Regions from separate parts of the Sus scrofa genome. Here region 1 is linked to region 2. A link is a contact called in public targeted proximity ligation data. All regions are on one chromosome and are shown on one strand. The core of a region is the stretch at or near the end of the contact, and the rest is flanking DNA. Distances in the headings are between cores, read along the strand shown. Region 1 has its middle 31 kb from the start of VPS54. Region 2 has its middle 55 kb from the start of PELI1.

Region 1 (5,414 bases), core at 2,704-5,203, 140 kb after region 2:
AAGATATTTCAAACCAATAAAGAACTAAAAACTAACATATGTAAGGAGCACCTGCAAATCAAATGAAGTACCCCAAAGAAACTGTTAAAGAAAAAAATATCCAACAACATTGGTTAAAGATGGTAAGGCAGACTTTATTCAGGACCACCACTAAGGTAAGGGACCAGGGCAATGAGAGAGATTGGATTCAACTCCAAATAGAGCCTGAGTAGATGAGCAGGGTGAGGGGTTGAGCGGGGAAGGGGTCAGTGAATGGAAAATTACTGAGGAGAATCAGGGGCATAGGGCTTTCTGGCTAACTAACATGATATTTGCTAAAGACTGACCAGGGTGATCAGATATCCCCGGGAGGATGGTGGAGGAGGAGGAACCTGATCAGATATTGAGGGTGGGGGGCGAGGGGGGGTTTCCAGTTAAACTGACTTAGGAGAGTTTTTGCTAAAACTGAGTTTCACAAGGAAGTTCAGGAAAGAGGTGGGCTTAGGAGGTTCAGGAACCTGACTAAAGTTTGGTGAAGAAAAGATCTTTGTCACAACATTGACAAAGAGTAAGTGTTGCCAGTTCTCACGAATAGAAACCTAAATGGCTAAGAAGGGCTGAAATTCCATGCCCCAGTAAATGGAGATACAAATATCAAGACTTTTTGAGATACCACCCTACACACAGATTTGTAAAAATTAGAAAGTTGGACAATGATTTGGCAGTCTTGGCAAAGATGTGAGAAAACAAGGACTCTTTGTGTGCTGCCGGTGAGACTGTAGAAAGATGCAGGTTTTCTAGAGAGCACTTTTATTTGCGTGTGTGTGTGAGTTTGTGTGTGTGCATGCACACACGTGGGGGGGCGCACATGCTTGCACATGCACGAATGCATTTGCACGCATTCACATGCACAATGCAACTTATGACTCAGGAATCCCTCTCTACATAAGTTCATAAGGAGACATGTAAGGATGTTTATCACAGACTTGTTTGGGGTACAAGAGAGTTAGAGGCAGTCCAGGTGTCCCATCACTAGGAGAATGGCATTGTTAAAAATTCTGACACATGATATAGAACCTTACGCAGCAGTTCAAAGAAATTAGCTAGATGTGCATAAAGGAACACAGAAAGAACTTAAGAACAGCACTGTATAAAAAAATCAACAGGAGTTCCCATCATGGCTCAGTGAAAGTGAATCTGACTAGCATCCGTGAGGATGCAGGTTCGATCCCTGGCCTCACTCAGTGGGTTAAGGATCCAGTGTTGCCATGAGCTGTGGTGTAGGTTGCAGATGTGGCTTGGATCTGGCGTTGCTGTGGCTGTGGTGTGGGCCAGTGACTACAGCTCCAATTCGACCCCTAGCCTGGGAAACTCCATATGCCGTGGGTGTGGCCCTAAAAAGCTAAAAATAGTAATAAAATTAAAATTTTAAAAGTGAAAAAGCAATAAACAGAATAGGATCCGTTGAACAGTACAGAATTAAAACACATACATTTATGAAACAATATTACATAGAAAACTTGGGGGTTCATGCATATCCAAACACACATTAAATATATCAGAGTGACTGCTGATGCTGGAGACGAAGGAGCAAAATAATAAAATAAAACAAGAAAATCATAAAGTAAAATGAAACAAGAAAAGACCTGGCATGGGTGATCATGTACTATTATGAACTGAAGAAGGTGATTAACTCAAGTCTTTGCGCTTAAAGTCCAAAGAATTAAAAAAGGAAAGATCTAAAGGCTGTCTTTCTTGAAGTTTTTTCATTCCATAAATGAGATGTGATGGCTGCTCTCTGAGATAATCTGTGCGAAGTACAGCATGAGTAGTTCATCCATCTGACCACACTCCCGTGTGGTCTTTCATTCCAAGCACACAGCCATGGAATAAAAGAGTGAAGGCCACCCCTGTAAACTGAACTCTATAAACCAAAGCCTAAATGCAGCCTTATTTACAAAACCAGAAAAGTGCATGTGTGTGGTATCAGATTAGTGACCTCCTGGTTCTTACCATGAGCAGAAAGAAAAATGTTTTGAAATATCTAACTGAAACTCAGAATAGAGAAGACAGATAACTCCAAGACATCAGCAGAGACAATTTAGTTGGCAGAGGTGGATTATGTGGCATCATCAGGAAATATGAAATGTATAGGAAACATGTGTGTATACTTCATTTTTTAAAGTTAATTAATCTCAGGATTCTGTTTGTTTCAGAATGCCTTCAATCAAATAGGAAACACAAAAGAGCCTGGTCTGATTCCAGGACTCTTCCTTTTTAAGGCTGCCAGGTCTCTCTTGCAGGGAATGAGAGCAGACAAGGCTGAATATTTCTCTGTGTTTCTGAGAAGGGCTTGTCTCACCGAGTCCTTGCAGCTGCATACACCACCTGTGGAATGAATGGGTGGCCCTTTTTCAGTTCATTCTTTCGCATCTCCAACTGCCTGCCTAGACCATTGATTGCTGGAAATTCACGTCTTTTGTTTTTCCTTAGCTTTAAAACCGTTGCCACCTAGCTTAAATTACACTCTCAAGTTAGCAGGAACTCTTTTAAATGGAAGCCTAAGAGGTGGGGAAGTGAGGGAACAAGGAGTAAATTATTTGATGCACTGATGCCACATTATCACTTGATCGTTCCTCTGAGTCCATTATATTTTGTACTTAGAAATCTCTTTTACTTTGCCATGAAAGTGAATGATTCTATAATCTGTATTCACTCAGGACAGTTAGATATTTGAAAACATTTTTGGCTACCCTTTCCTTTGGCTATCAGTCCATGGTGGGCTCACTACAGGTTGAACTAAGACTCTATCAAGAGATCCTTTAGCAGCATCCCAAATTTAGTTAAAAAAAATTAACTTTAAAATGTACACACACTCTAAAGAGTATAACTTTTTAAAACTATGTAAAGACATCCTATTAGAGTAAAACTATACCAAAGTCTTAGGATTTTATAGGAGAAAAAAATCTTTAAAATTACTGGCCAGTTCTTGACTTCTTTTGTTCCCCCTCTATCTCCAGTGCAACAACACACTCAGTAATGACTCTCCTACATAACGCGTCTGACCTGAAGAGGACACACATCTATACCATAACTTGAAAGGTTCCTTTTTCTCTTTCTTTACACCAAGTTTGTTACTTTTCAAAGACCATATGGTGCTAATTGATGATAAGAAGCAATAGCATGATTCACAGACTGTTCTTGTTTTATGGACCAGACGCTGCTTCACCTTGAACTGAATGACATAAAACAGGCGTCTGCAGGGCCACTGACACGAAACTGCTGAGTCCCCATCTGCAGAGAAACAGTGAGTACCTGAGCAATGTTTAGTTCCCTTTTTAATTTTATAATTAAGTTGAACACTTCCTCTGCTATTGATTACAGTGATATTTAGCACACAATTAAATGTAATTGATTGGCTAGTATTGAAGTATTTCCTATATTATCAAAAACCTAAAATGTTGTTAATCAATTAAAAATCTTTATGATGTAGTATCTGGCTCTGCTTGTGTGTGTGTATGTGTGTGTGTGTGTGTGTGTGTGCGTGCATGTGCATGTGTGTGTTGGATTTTTTGCTTGTAAGTTTTTTGGAAATCTCGTGTCTTCTTAAAAAAATTTAAAAATATTATTGTGGAATAGTTGATTTACAATGCTGGTTTTGATTTTTTAAATGTTACTACACACATTCATGTAGAAAAGTTACAAAATAAAGCAAATGTGTTGAACAAAACAGAGATAAGAGCAAAAAGAAAATATTTTCCATAATTGTACCACTTGGAGAAAACAGCATTTTCTCGTATACACATCAATCTTATATAAACATATTTTACTTCTAAATTTTCACGCAAATGGACTTGATTTCTACAAGGGTGCGCTTCTGAGAAACCAACTTCCCTTGGGCAGATAGCCTATCTGCTTTGGGGGGAAGGAAGTGGCTCACATCCTGACAAGCAGGGAGGGCATCATTGTTCCTCTCTCAGAATTGGCATAAAGCCTTCTCCCAGAAAGACAATTATGTGACAGAGGATCCAAGAGCTGGCCCAGTCTTAGGGGAAAGTGGTGTGTAAAAGTGGCTTACTCCGTTTCTCTAATTATTACAACCCAGAAGAACATGGGTTTGCATCCCAGCTGTTCCTTACAAACCAGGTAACCACAGATAAGTTAGAAACCCCTTTCTGCCACAGGCTTCTCATCTGGGGAACAATACAGGAACAATAACAGTACAGACCTCACTGGGTTCTTGCAAAGACTAATGAGTTATTACAACATAGCCCTCAGTGCCCGGCCTGCAGTAGGGTTTCCACAAATGTCAGCAGCAGTGTTGTTATGGTCGTAGATGGCCTTGAGGATTATGTGAACTATTCTATTTGAAACTCCTGCCACGCCTAGGAGTTATCGTTACAATATATAGTATTGCATGGAGAATTTGTTCTTGATCACCCACCTTTTCACTTGGCAGCACTCCCCATTTTTTTCTCTAGTCCAGGGCTGTTTACTAGGACTTTCTGTGATCATAGAAATGGTCAATAATCTATGCTGTCCAACCTGGTAGCCATTAACCAAATATAGCTATTGTGCTGTTGAAATGTGTTTAGTGCAACTGAAGGATTGAACTTTTTGTTTTAATTTCATTTAACTTCAGTCAATTTAACTAGTCAAAGCTAGTGCCTTAATATCTGTCTGCTCCTACTCCCATCTCATCATAGTAATTGCCTTTAGGCACAAGGCAAATCCATCTGTAGCAACTTTAGCAAATTTCTCCTCATTCGCGCTGTTTTGAATAACATCTTTTGACAAAAACCTTTTTTTAATTGAAATATAGTTGACATAGTTCCTTCTTGATAAATGATAAAATACAAACATACCATTAAGAAAATAGAAACAAACTGAGTGTATATAGTGTCAAGCTTCTCAGCCAAGTGTGGCTTTCCATTGTGCATCATGCAAACCTGAATGAGAACAACTTAATAAGCTTTTCAAGAGATATTTGGCAGGTTAGTATAAAAGGTTTCTTTACAAATCTGGAATGAAAAGGGGACAATTCTGTGATCAAATGCTCTTCCTCACAATATATAGCAGACTGCTTCTTGATCTGTTCTGATTCTGTCTTTAGGTCGGTTCTTTTCCTCCCTGTGCCTCTTGCTCGGAGCCCCTTCTGAGCCTCAGGTCGCTGCCTTCATCCATACCTGTTGGTGTTGAGACCAAAGCTGTCAGGCTCCCTGAGGGCAGCCACTGAGTAACTCAGAGCCAGTAAATAGGGGCTGGGTCCCAGAAGTGAGCCCACATGCCCTTTTCATGAGCCCATGTCCCTGCTCCTCTTTCCTCTGTTATAAAGCCAATCTTAACTTCAAGCCCTAGATAAATCATCTTACACTTACGTCAAAGGAAAGCTAGAAAACCAAAAGCAAGTTTGCATTAGGTAACTCTTCCTTCTC
Region 2 (5,197 bases), core at 1,682-4,181:
TTCCTAAGACACATAGGTGGCCAACAAGAACATAAAACAGTGCCTAACATCAGAAATCATTGGGGAAATGCAAATCAAAGCCTCAATGAGGTTCGACCTGACACCTGTCAGAATGGCTGTTATCAAAAAGACAAAAAAAAAACCAAGAAACAATAAGTATTGATGCTGATGGACGTGGTAAAACTGGAACCCTCATGCATTGCTGGTGGGAGTGTAAACCAGTTTAGCCACTAGGGAAAACAATATGGAGGGTCCTTATAAAACTAAAAGTAGAACTACATACCCTCCAGCAATTTCACTTCTGGGTATTTATCTGAAGAAAATGAATTCAAAAATATATATATGTCCTTATGTTCACTGAAGTACTATCTACAATAGCCAAGATATGGATTTACAATAGCCAACATAAGTGCCCATCAATGGATGGATAAAAATGATGTGGTACATATATACAATGGGACACTACTCAACCGTAAAAAAGAATGGCTATTATGACAACATGGATGGACCTGAAGGGTATTAGACTAAGTGAAATAAGTCAGACAGAGAAAAACAAATATATGATTTCACTTTTATGTGAAGTCTAAAAAAAAAAAAAAATACACACAAGCAAATGAAACAAAGCAGAAGTATACTCAGATACAGAAAACAAACTGGTGGTTGCCGGAGGGGAGGAGGGTGAGGAAACAAACAAAATAGGTGAAGGGGGATTAAGAAGTACAAACTCCCAGTTGTATAATAAATAAGTCACAAGGTTATAATGTACCCATAAGGCATGTGATCAATGTAACAATTTTATATTGTGACAAATGGTAACGACTTATTTTGGTGGTCATTTCATAACGTATAAAAATATTAAATCACTATCTTGTACACCTGAAACTAATATTGTATCAATATAAATAAATAAAGTTTAGTCCCTCCTCCCCCAACAAAGCCAAGTCCAGGAATCAGACCAGTATTTGAGTTCCAGTCCCTCAGATAACTAGCTAGGAGGCTTTGGGCCAGTTATTAGCCTGCCAGGGCCTTGGTTTCCTCACTGGAAAAGTAAGTGGGAATCATTTTGTCTACCTTTATAGGTGAGGATCAAGGCAGTTAATGCAGGTAAATAAATCAGTAGCTAGTAAGCGCTCAACAGTTGGTGGCTATAAGAGTCCTATTTAGATGAAGAAGGTAAGGTCTGGAGCCCTCCTCTACAGACCCCGGAGAGGAGGAGTGACAGGGAAGTGTGCAGTGGGAAAGGGGCGGCAATGCAGCAGGTGCATTCCGTTCCTTGGGAATTCCCAGGAACTGTCGTATCCGACCTGGGGCTGCCACCAACACCCTCACCTTTGCTCATAACTTCCATGTGGAACTGAAAATATGTGGAGAACTTTGCAAATGTCAACTGCAGCTAATATAGCCCATGAGAAGCCCATACCCACCAGAAAATGCACACACAAGTATGCCCACACAGACACTGATCTAGCTTCTGAGCAATCAAGAATGATGTTTTCCCAGGGCTAGAGTAGGGCCAGAGATCTTCTGGGACCCATCCTTAGGAGAATTCTAAGAACCTTGATAAAATGTACAAAGCTAGGGTAGAAAATAGCAAAGTAAAAAGCAGTGGTTGGATAGAAGGTTTTCTGAGAGAAAGAGCTAATTAATTGATTTGATTAGAGTTTCTTTTATATTTTGATTCCTACTCCCAGGTCAGCAGCATCCCTTTCCAGGTGATGTAAAGATAGTGGACGTACAGCAAAAGGGCCTGGCAGGTGTACAGAGCTAAGCTAATGACTGTCAGTACTGTCCCTAAAATATTTGTCAATCCTGGTTTGGTGAGGGGGGCTGCTTCTACCCGCGGTCCTCCTCACTGCTGTGCTGTGCACCTAAAGAAGACCCTATGAAACAAATATCAAGTTTGGAACAAATTTATAGCTGAATAAATAGACCATAGACCTTGGTATTCTGTAAAATTAGAGCTCTCCTAATACCAGCCAGGAAAATGTGGCTAAATTGCCTAACCTCTCAGAGCCTTGATTTGATCATCTGTTAAATGCGTCTTGGCAAGGCCTACTTCTCTATGAGGTTGTCAGGATCAAATGAGAAAAGTATGCCAAGCCCCCAGCACCATGCATGCCACACAGAAAGCACTCAAGAAGTGGTAGAGCATTATCACTAAGTAAAAGGGGTAATGATTCTTTTAATAGTCTCTTTTAACATCGGAGTTTCTATCCATTCCCAATACAGGAGAGCCATACTTTTTTTTTTTTTTTTTTCTTTTTAGGGCCGCACCTGCAGCATATGGAGATTCCCAGGCTAGGGGTTGAATCAGAGCCTACACCAAAGCCACAGCAACGCAGGGTCTGAGCCATGTCTGCAACCTACACCACAGCTCAGGGCAACGCCAGATCCTTAACTCACTGAGCGAGACCAGGGATCAAACCTGTAACCTCATGGTTCCTAGTCAGGATTCATTTCCACTGCGCCACAACGGAAATTCCAGGAGAGCCATTCTATTTAACCAACCATTTATGTGATTTGCGATTTTGCTCTCCAACCCAAGTTCCTGTGGAATGTTTAGTGCAATCAAGCTGAAGCCCTCAGCAAGGTCCCTGGGCCTGATCTTCAAGTCCAGCATCACTCTAGCAAAGAACTAGAAGGGGGGAGACAAGAACCACTGTATCAAATACACCCTCCTTCTCTTTTTCCTAACGCCTGTTTGTCCCCTTCTCCGGATAGCTCTTCAGTTCCCAGAGAGCAGAGACTCCTGGGAAACAGGAAGTAGCAAAGCTCTGTGAGAAAATCCCCAGATGAAGATCAGCAATAAATCTCTCCCAGCAACAGTTTGGTCAGAAGGGGGAAATTCCCCACCAGCCCTCAAAAACAGTCCCTCAAGAAAGCTTAGAGAAGGTTAATATGGGAAATCCCCTCAGAGGCAACAGAACAGAACCGGAAATCTGCTTCTTAAGAGAAAACTGAAAGGACTAAGCCAATTAGCGGCTGCCTGGGGAGGGCTCTATCTTAAGCCAACTGCTGCTCCTACCCTGCTGTCCCCTTTTCATCCTCATCCTGAGGGCAACCCTGAAGGGACCCAGCTGCCAGAGCCACTTGACACCCACTCTTCCCAGGCTTCCAACCCGGAAGAATGAATGCAGCGCCCTCCCCCTTGACGTGAACGGCTGCTAAGCCAGATTCACCTCCCATCGGGCCCTCCTGTAAACACTCTCCATGCCCATGGTGGACTAGCTAGCTACCCTTGTCATTCTGTGTTTCCTTTAGAGCCATGCAATAACAAACCCATCGGGTTTTACTGAGTTCTAATCTGAATGTGACCTTGGGGTCACATTTCTTAGCTGCTGCTAAGCTCCAAGAGGCGGGGAGGAATCCTTCCCACAAGAAAAAAGAATCACAGAAACCTTGTCCTTTGAAGGGCTTAGAATGGAATATCCGCTGATGAGTGGTAGCAGAGAAAGTGTATAAACATTGTGGGAAAGGGGCCTGGGGTGGGGGTGGGAGTGGGAACTCTTGGCTTATGCCTCCCTTATCTCTACTTGCAGTTGAGGCCCCAGTCAACCAGGTCTTTGCGAATCATTCCCAGTCCCACTTTTTTTTTTTTTTTTTTTAAATCTGTGATTTAAAATGACCATTTCAGGAAGATGACAAAAATGAGATTTTAGTAGAAAAGAGAGGAAAGTTGACTCCATGACAGCAAAAACTTTTTTTTACTGTGTACTTACCCAAAATAGATAATGAATTTTGAAAAAGAGAAGTTTTTAAAGGAGTAGGTACTCTGGGTTTAAAATCCCATAAAATATTATGCTCTGATAGAGTGTGTGTCCTTTCCCATAGTCAGAACCCACCATCATATGGTTAACAATTACAGATTCCACCTTAAAATACTTTTTGACTCCTAGAAAACTGCCCTGCTAAAAATCACTTTCCTAGTACTTCCAAACAAACATGGTTCTTATTTGCTTCAATTCATGTAGCTTTGTTAAGATTCTTTTTCCAAAAATTGTAAAGATTCTTACCCACCTACCTTTCGTCATGCTTGGAGTAAGGCAGAAAACTCCTTTTTGGGTTTGCTTGTTTCCAAGCAATTAGACTAGTCTTTAAATTTATTCTGTGTACACAATAATTACAGTAGTCACATTTAAATGACTCCCCTACACTTGCAAATAATTCTAGATAGTTGGTCAATATACCTTCAAGAGGCATTATTCCATTTTTTCGTTTGCGACCTTAGGGGGCATTTAATTCTCAGTTCCTAGCAAGACCAAGGAATATTTCTGATTTCAGGGTAAACTTTTCATCTGCCTTCAGTGCCACTGTAGTTACGAATGTGAAATCAATTAAACGATGATGCACATGAGAAAAAAACAGCACTTTAATAGAAGCACAGATGAAACAGATTCCAACATGGATCCGAGAGTAATAAATAAACTAATAAAAAAGGAAACCAGGGAACAACTTTGATGGAAGTGAGCTGTTTGCCTTTGCCCTGGAAAGTTTATAGTGTTTTAAACAATTGTAAACATGTCAGTATACGTGGATACCGTTTCCATAGCAGCATAGCAACAGTTAAGAGTTTCTCCAAACATACCCAAAAGGAAACTAAAAATAGCTTGTCTTCAATATCAAAATACGTACGTATACATATTCAGACAACAGTACACAAAATGATGTGTATTTAGAAGTTCTGCAGACACCAACCTTCCATAAAACACATTGCAGGTAGCTTTAAAAACCAGTGAGTTCAGTACCTATAGAAATGGGATAGAGAACAAAAGAGTCCAAGAGAGGGAAAGGCAGACGCCACCTTGAATTCTAAGATCAGAGGCTTGTGACCCCAAATGCCTCCAACCACTGCTTTGTCTGCTTCACCTGACACTTCCCTGCCCCCACAAGCGCCTTTGGCTCCTACAAAACTGGAGTTGAGTGTATGATACATACCGTTGGGTCTATCTGTGACCGTTTTCTCTCAACTTCTTAACTTTTCTAGCCACTATATTTTATTCTCTCAATAGAGATTGAGCAGTAGTTGCATGTTTAAAAATAATGTAAAACCAAATGCCACACTTTTCCCAGTGAACTTACTTCAGCTGACACAGTGACAGGAATAGTGATTCCAAAATGAGTGTGTCAGTACACTCTTTGCACCTTTGCTGTTTGTACTTTTTATTTATACCCAAGAATTCCAAGTATTTTAAAAGTA

The links.
Region 1: a contact with region 2 is called in a targeted proximity ligation map of alveolar macrophages. A contact is called at or near these places in 1 of 47 Hi-C or Micro-C datasets (alveolar macrophages) and 1 of 2 datasets of targeted methods (alveolar macrophages).

The regions. Positions count from the first base shown.
Region 1 is chr3:77,822,393-77,827,806 of Sscrofa11.1, forward strand. No RefSeq gene overlaps it. Among named protein-coding and RNA genes, the nearest start is that of VPS54, 31 kb to the right of the region's middle.
Region 2 is chr3:77,682,495-77,687,691 of Sscrofa11.1, forward strand. No RefSeq gene overlaps it. Among named protein-coding and RNA genes, the nearest start is that of PELI1, 55 kb to the right of the region's middle.